2 separate regions of the Gossypium hirsutum genome follow, and region 2 is linked to region 1. The links are chromatin contacts, called in public Hi-C maps. All regions are on one chromosome and are shown on one strand. Each heading gives the region's core, a stretch centred on a gene start, on an enhancer-like site or on the middle of the called end of the contact. The rest is flanking DNA. Distances are from core to core; before and after follow the strand shown.

Region 1 (4,447 bases), core at 1,424-3,923:
AATTGGTGTATATATTGGATTTTTCCGAAAGAAGAAGGTAAAGGGAGAAACATTGTCCTCGACAGACTCCCAGGATTTATTAGCTCAAGTTGGAAATGGTAACCCTGCTGCTTCTCTTTCCCCTTTTTCTTATATATGTAATTGTGAGATTTTAGCCAACTAAAGATTATTTCACAAATTTATTGTTTTTTTACAAGTGTTTTAGACTGTGCTGCCAGTTGAATCCCTGAAAACATAGGTGATTAATTAGCAAACCCGCTAGATGTACGGCCCTTTATTCCAGAATGTAGAGCAAAAGAACATGCTTTGTCTTATTTCTAATCCCCTAAAGTTCTCTATTCAAGAATTTGCACCTTAAATTCTTGCTGAGAGATTGGGATTATCTATTTGTTAATTACAAAAACAAAATCACACTGTACTTTGCTAGTAAATCTTGATTACGTTTATCTCAATTGCTGATTGGCCCCTGCTTTTTTTTCTTCTCTATCTTTCTTTTGTTGGTGGGAATTGTTTAGCTTTTGGAAGTAAAGCAGTGGAATCAACTCCGGCTGTTGCTGCTTCTCCAGGCCTTACTGGCATTTCCGTTGACAAATCAGTTGAGTTCTCTTATGAAGAACTTGCCCAGGCGACTGATAATTTTAGTATGGCTAAAAAGATTGGTGAAGGTGGCTTTGGGGCTGTTTACTATGCAAATCTGAGAGGCGAGGTTTGTAGTTGTGTAGTCTTTTGTTTTTGTTATTAAATTATGGAAAAAAAAAATCTATTGGGTGCTTCTGTTAACGTTAAGTAAGTAATCGTTAGCTGCCTTGTACTTATTGAATATGGACTAAGCTTTAGGGACTGTCTCAAAGTTTGGCATGTTACTTTAGAGAGAAAAATTGTAGATTGGAGAAGAGATCACTTGGGTTTCTTGCTAATATTATTGAGGGAAAGAAAAACCTTTTTGTAGCCACATATTAGAGTTTAAGAGGATGAAAATTCAGAATACCACAGTTTGGTGGATGTTCATTTGCATCTGTAATTTGCTTGCATTTCTGTCCAAGATTTTGTAATGTACTTTATGTGGATAGTTGGATATAGAGCTCAAGCCTGATTGCTATAGTTGAGCATCTAAACTGACGAGGAATGCACGTGAAAGATGCATGAATGAGATGTGTCCTATATTAGGAAGCACAACTTTGCCACTTCTTACATTTAAGAAATACAATAAAAATACATATGCACGCTAGTATTTTTTGTTGGTGTGGGGATAAAATAAACTTATGAGAAATTAATGAAGGCTTTTAAGGCGTATATCAATACTCACTTTTTTTAAGGTTTTATCTGCTGCCACCTATATTATGGTGTGTAAAAGAGTTACTAGCAAATGAACCTCGAGGATACAATGAAACCCAATGACTATCTAAGTTTTACACTAACGGAAACAGTTCATTGAGCACTGAGCGGAGCGTAACAAGGACATTAATTTCTATAAAGAATTTCTGTAGTAATTTTTTATAGAATAATCTAAGAATATAAAAGATGGTGGGAGAATAGAAAAAAAACTTTTGATGTGTTTTTCTGATATATCAGGTAAATGAAATTTGACTCCTATTTCTAAAAGTTTTCATATATCTTTATAGGAACACAATTATCTAAATGTTTACCTGAATAATTATGACTATTTGTTAATAATTAAATGGCATAAATATTGACAACTTTTGGATAATAATCAAGGTACATACCTTTTGGTTACTTATAACTTTTCATTTGTAATTATGGAACATTATATATATTGAAAATGTTCAAACATTTTTCTGAATTGTTAGATTACTCAATGTTTTTTACAGTTAATATCCCTGCATCAATGAATCATTGCCATCTTGTGTTGATTCCATATGTCACATCTCTTTATTAATTATTGTGCAGGAAGCTGCAATCAAGAAGATGGATATGCAGGCAACCAAAGAATTTCTAGCTGAATTGAAGGTTTTGACACATGTTCATCACCTGAACCTGGTAATGTACTTTCTTTTTCTCATGCTTCGAAGGCAGATATCTTTGAATAATTGTTTTTCATTAACTAGAAAACATTTCTTAAATGTTACTTTTATCTGTGAGTCTAGAAAACATTTTGTTAATATTCTAGGTGCGGCCCATAGGCCATAAGCCAAAGGCCAGATTTTTGTTCTCTGTAGTTCAATGAGTCAGAGGAGTTGTCTATATCCACATATGGCACAGTTTTTCATGCATTATTTGCCCTAACTCTTATTTTCCTTAATGTTAAGAAACTTAATACAGATAATTGAATGGAGTTTATGGTATCATGCAGAATTAGATTCTCACTGAGTCTACTATACATTTCTTTGCAGTTGTGACAATGCACAAGTAATTAAGTTGTTTAACTTTTCAATCATTGTAGTGGAATTCATTGGCCTCTTCGTTTATAAGTTTTTCTTCCTTTATAAACATCCTCTTTCATCTATGACCTTCTAAAATTCCTATTTTTGTTATTTATCTTCAAAGTGAATATTAATGTGTTTGTCCAATACAGGTGCGTTTAATTGGATACTGTGTTGAAGGCTCTCTTTTCCTAGTGTACGAATACATTGAGAATGGCAATCTAAGTCAGCATTTGCGAGGCTCAGGTGAGATTTCTTACGCTGAAACTATCCCAAATGCAATTGATTCAGAGCAGCACTAATGGGATTCTATTGTTTATTTCCAGGCAGGGAGCCACTTCCTTGGTCTACTCGAGTGCAAATTGCCCTCGACTCAGCCAGAGGTCTTGAATATATTCACGAGCATACTGTCCCTGTTTACATTCATCGGGACATTAAATCAGCTAATATATTGATAGACAAAAAGTTCCGTGCAAAGGTTATTCCTTCCTGATCTCTCATCGGGTCGACTGTTTGAAAGCTTCTTGTTATAATTGCACTTTAATCAATTTTTAACATCAATGCAGGTTGCAGATTTTGGATTAACAAAACTGACAGAGGTTGGAAATTCATCCCTACCCACACGTCTTGTTGGGACATTTGGATACATGCCACCAGAGTAAGATAAATTTTGTTCTTATTAATTCCAAGTAATTTGTAACTCGTTAGCTGCTGTTTTTTAGGACCAGCCATAAGTTCAACAACTGGCTAGACTAATTGTCTCCTCCTCAGTAGGTTTATAGGCCAATGATCTTTTGTACAAATTATTAGCTGATTTGGTGTGTCTACGTTGGTATCTTTGTTTTCCACAAATTTATTCTAATTAATTTGAAGTAATTTGTAAGTTACTAGCTATTGTTAAGGACAGGCCATAAGTTCAACAACTGGCTAGACTCTCCTATTCAGTAGGTTTATGACCATAGAGGCCAATGATCCCTTATACAAATAACTAAGCTGCATGATATGTCTACCTTCGTATCCAGTTTAATGTTAGCAACTTAGCAACAACTGCTGTTAGAGACCATATATTTTGTAAATTGCCTCTAGTCAATGAATTTGCGACTGGAGGAGCTTCAGATAGTTTGCATAATATTTGGCTTGGATATTGTAATTCATAATCTTCTAAATTAAATCAAACAGACGTAGGCATAGGAACCAAAACCTATAGAATTACTTCGGCTAGGTTTAATATTCTAAGTTGGTTTATTTATTTATTTATTTATTTTCTGAAACACAAAGCCCAAAAAACTTATGTTATGTATGACTCAGTATTTAAATTCTGTTTGTAAAAGGGGTCTTTTTTATAAAAATAATATTAAAGAATTAATTAATTACAAAAATAGGGTGTCTACTATCATAGTTTTAAGTGTCGCTTAATACATTGACGGTACCGGTAATTTTTTTTAAAAAAAATCTAATAGTAAAGTAAAAAAAGCTGAAAAAGTGAAAAAAAAAATTGTGGTGCCGCCTGACACATTGACAGTACCGGTGAATTTAAAAAAAATTGATTGTAAAAGAACAAATGAAAAAGTGAAAAAAAAAACCCTAATTTGTGGTCCCAGCATTGGACAATAGCTTTTTTCTTGCATTTAATGCCTTAATGCCTTTGCTCTACATTTAATGTCTTTTCCTTGCATTTAATTCATAAAACAATAAATTTTTTTTACCGATTGAGTCTTAACTCGATTAGTATAAGTGTGGTTATCAAGTTAAAAGGACATGAGTTTGAGTGCGCTGAAGTGCATTAATCTCCTATCTATAGGTTGAGAAAGTACTATGAGTAGTTCTAGGCATTATGTCAAAAAAGAATAGATATTATCAGAACATATAATGAAGTTGTTAAAAAAACAGTTTTTTTTATTTAATCAATGGGTGCCGCCAATCAAAAAAATAGTTTTTCCACTTTTTCTACTTTTTCTTTCTTGTCAAATTTTTTTTAAATTTATTGATGTTGCTAATATGTCAAGCGGCATCCAAAATTATTGTAACAAACACTCCATTCTTCATAATTAACTAATTTTTTAAAA
Region 2 (4,447 bases), core at 1,021-3,520, 100 kb after region 1:
CCTGCAATCCCAATTGCAATTGCACGTCTTCTAGAGTGATAGTACACTCTCTGCATGGAAGATGGAAAGTGTGCGTCTCGGGTCTCCACCTCTCTATCAACGCACTGATTAGTTTCAGGTCTAACTTGCACCCCCGGCCTATCGTGGGCACGTGTCAAAAAACCGCTTTCCGCAGGTAATTCTCTATCAATAGCGATGGAGGACCAGACATATTACGGATATAGCATTGCAACACTCGATCTACAGATTGTTATAAAAAATTATAAAATAAATATTAATTAAAATTGCATAAATGAAAAAAAGTTAAATACTATTCAAAAATTAATTAAACTTATCACTTACCATTGTTATTTGATCGACAAAGATGTGTTTCGTATCGAGAAGAATTAATTCTCCGACCATTGCTAACACGATCAAATATTTTTGTAATTTAAAAAATAAAACTAATTCAAAAAAATTTAAACAGAGCTTTTTTGCAAAAATTAAAGAGAGTTTTGACAAAAATTGAGAGAAATTTGAGAGAATTTGGAGAGAATTGTGAGAGAATTGTGAAAGGACTATTGTGTGAAAAAATGAAAGCGGGAGGGGCCTTTTATATATATATATATATTTTTTACCGTTGGAGTTCAAACGGTCAAGTGACCATCGGAAGCTGGACAAAATGCTCCCCCAGGGATGCGTTTTGCTGACACGTCCCCTGACTTCGCACTGACGTGAACGCACTTTCGGGGGAAATGACCCTTTCCGGTAAATAATCAAAAAATCGACCTATTTCGGTAAATAATGATATAAAATGATTTGTTTTAGTAAATTGCCCCCAATTTTCAGACATATATCTCATTGCTATAGTAACGAGCCTTAACATTGAGCTCTAAATCAAGCAATATCAAATTCAAGGTTTATATAAAAAGTTAAAAAATATGTTAATTTTTTTAATATTTTATTATACTTTTATAAGATATTTTTGTGAAGTTTAAAATTCTACAGATAGTGTATTAAATAATTTTCTTAAAGAAAATAGTTGTTCGGTTATTATCTTTTTAAATAGTAGTTTTAACTTTAAATTATTTTATTTTAAAATACTGTATAAAAATTAAAAAGAGAAAGATATATTTAAAATATTTTTGAGTCAATTTGATTAAATTCACTTAATTCAATAACATATAAAATTAATTTAAATATAAAATTATCTTTTTTTTTTCCTTTCTCTTTTTGTTGGGGTTTATTTGGAAACGGTGAAAGTGGAATAACAGTCAGATGATACATCATCAGATGATTGTAGAAGGAAGGCGGTAGATTATCGAAAAGAAAGGGTAGAAAAGAATAGATATAAATATAGGAAATGAATTCTTTTGATTGGACTAGGCATCACTTCTTGTATTCGATGTGGATAAAAGATCTTCATATGTTATACTATTCAATTCTCGAAGGTGAATCGATTTGATAGCCTAGATATTGTTATTCATGATATTGATCTGATTCAATGTCATTGAAATGTAAGTCATTGATTGAATTTACAAACGACAAATTTATCATCTCCATGAGATTAAATCCCGAGTTATTGCGAAGTTAAAAAAAAAAGAAATTACGGAAGTAAATATTCTCGCATTTATTGTTACAGTGTTGTTCATTCTAGTTCTTACCTTTTTTTTACTTATAATATACCTAAAATCTATTAGTCAAAGTGATTAATTTGGATGAAGCTTGACTTTTTATCAAGGAATTGAAGAAAAAAAATTCAAATCTCATGTCTTAAATAAAATGAATGGACTAGAATTAACAATATCCTATAAAACTCGATAGTATGGTAGAAAAAAAAACATGAATCTTTCTATCATACAATGTATATCTGCATACATGTCCATATCTAATTAAATATATCTACTATATATAGTATCTCAATTTTATTTCTTGGCTTCATCTATTTTATTTATGTTGATTTCAATTAATCTGAAATAATTGGAAGGTATGTCTTACAATTTTATAATTTTTTCATTTCATGGATTTGATTTTTTTTAGTGGATACCAAGATCCTTCTTAAAATAATTAGAAATGAAGAAAAAATGGAATGGAATAGGCATATATTAATTAAATTAATAAAAAAAACAAAACCAAGTAAATTTTTTTCTTGTACATTCCGAAGAAGTAATTCGTTGGCAGGGTTTAACGTATGTTTTCTTAGGAAACACGAAACCATTAAGTTTGGGTCAATGTATCTACCGAGTTAGTTCCCTTTTTAACAACTGTGATATATCCATACCATATATGAAAAAACAAATTTGCAGGTTCCAGTTGGTTCTTATAATCAAAATTTCCCTTTTATACTAAAGTTTTCCATATAATCCAATGTCCAAATAAATAAATACAATCTGTCAAGACCTATAATCCAAAGTCTTTAATATAAATAAATACCTTCTCTCTCATTATTATCCATCCACGCCTCTCTTTCCTTGGGTGTATTTTTACGATGACCGCCATCACCATAGAAACTCTCAAAGAGCAGCAGCAGATTATCCAACAACAAAGCGAGTCAGCCGCGGAATCAACTCAGCCGTTGCCCAGTCTGGATGAAGTGGAGCAAATTCTGGGCTATGAGTTTAACAACAAACGGTTATTAGAAGAAGCTTTCACGCATGCTTCTTTAGGACTGGGTTTCTCCAATGAGCGGTTAGAGTACGTGGGAGATTCTGTCCTTAATTTACTCTTCACCAAACAGCAGTTTTTTGAATACCCTGATTTGCCACCGGGGGCTTTGACTAGGCTACGAGCCGCCAATGTCGATACCGAAAAGTTGGCTCGTGCCGCCGTCAAACATGGTTTGCATCGCTATTTGCGCCATAAGAAACCTCTTCTCAAAGAACAAGTAAGCAATCGAAACTCTTTTTTGAATAAAATTAATTTTAGATAGAAAAGGAATTTGTTTGATGAACCCAAATTTCACAATTTTTCACTTTTATGTATATTTGTTATATAAATATTTTTATTCATTTTAAAAAATTGGTTTGAATATAAATACTCGAAGTCAATATTTGTAGGGTGTTGAATATTTTTGCAGTCATAATAATCGTAGTGGTTAAGTTTGTTGAAAGTTTGAAACCATCTTCGAATGTGCTTTTTTACGAGTAACTAATTTAAATTGTTTAAAATGTATAAATAAAAAAATTTCATTTTAAGGGCTCGTTACGTACAGTAAAAAAAAGAAAAAGAAAAATATTAATCATTTCTCCCTAATTTTTGAGCTAAGAGACGTAATCTCTTGGTTATGTAATTGTCATTACACGTTCATTGTGGAATATTATAATAACCAGTTGATACATAGTGGCCGACTACCATGACTATGTTTGACGTAGACTATGATATATATCATCCATTTTTGTCTTAATTATGTTGTAAACTAAGGTTTGTAGCTTAGTTAATTGCTTCAAAGGCATATCCAGTGTTCAACCGTTGATTTGTAGCATAAAAATTAGCAAATAATAACTCTCCCAACATAATCAGATTCGACAATTTTCTGAAGAAATACAACGATATCCACTACATTCTAATGGACTAGTCGACGTGCCAAAAGCGTTGGCTGATCTTGTGGAATCCACCATCGGTGCGGTTTTCATTGACACCAATTGCTCCATTGATGTTGTTTGGAAGGTACCTATTTCTTTCACTTATTTTTACTTAGGTAGGACCTTTTTTGTAGTTAGAATATGGTATGTGGTCATATATATAAATTTTGTTTTTGAATACTGTAATAGGTGTTTAAGGATTTGTTGGAACCCATAATTAGACGGGAGACTTTAAAGATACACCCGGTGACACAATTATATGAAGTGTGTCAAAAGAGAAATTTAAAAGTTAAGTTCGTAGATTTATGGAAGGAAAGCACAGGTTTTGATGTTTTTGTCGACGATCAACTTGTGGGAAGAGGCAAATGTAGTCTCAAGAAGGAAATTGCACACAACAGAGCTGCCAAAGATGCACTGGACAATATTTTGAGAATTTTAGATGAAAAAGATACTAATATTAATATTGTTGAAGAAAGAAATGTATAACTTTACTTGATGAATTGATCATGTAAAAGTTAAAATATACACTAAACGCTTTGAAAACAGAATTGAGCTTACTAAATTTATTTTTACAATTATTTTTAAAGAATCAAGAACTTTAGTATAAACCGGCGTCATACATCATTCACTGTTATTACTATTATATGTGTCACTAGAACTAGAGTAGGGTGTCATACAACTCCAATGAACAATGTCGTTGCATCCCTGCTCCAAATATTCAATCCATACAATGAGGGTAGAAATAGATCTTCTCCACAAAAGTGAGAGGATACGAATAACTGTTGTATGTATATTTATTTTCGATTTTGATAAATGAATTTTTTCCACAATAATAAAACAATTGCTGTGGATTTTTTTTCCACAAATGTCATAATAGTGTCGTAGTG

What was found. A called contact is a pair of places that touch in the nucleus more often than the background predicts.
Region 2: a contact with region 1 is called in a Hi-C map of leaf, with 3 times the contacts expected there. The contact joins the promoter of LOC107923062 here to the enhancer-like site in region 1. A contact is called at or near these places in 20 of 34 Hi-C or Micro-C datasets (anther, callus, cotyledon and 5 more).

The regions. Positions count from the first base shown.
Region 1 is chrA11:19,926,743-19,931,189 of Gossypium_hirsutum_v2.1, forward strand. It overlaps the pseudogene LOC121209795. Among protein-coding and RNA genes, the nearest start is that of LOC121210458, 46 kb to the left of the region's middle. Within about 2 kb of position 2,674, at least 1 of the 9 cell types and tissues checked has an H3K27ac peak or open chromatin away from gene starts, as enhancers often do. A contact at or near this core is called in cotyledon, where this site is marked.
Region 2 is chrA11:20,027,161-20,031,607 of Gossypium_hirsutum_v2.1, forward strand. It overlaps LOC107923062 (ribonuclease 3-like protein 3), which reads left to right and starts at 2,271. Exons shown (of 3, transcript XM_016853272.2): 1 at 2,271-2,863; 2 at 3,499-3,645; 3 at 3,750-4,153. The coding sequence starts at 2,468. The coding sequence ends at 4,046.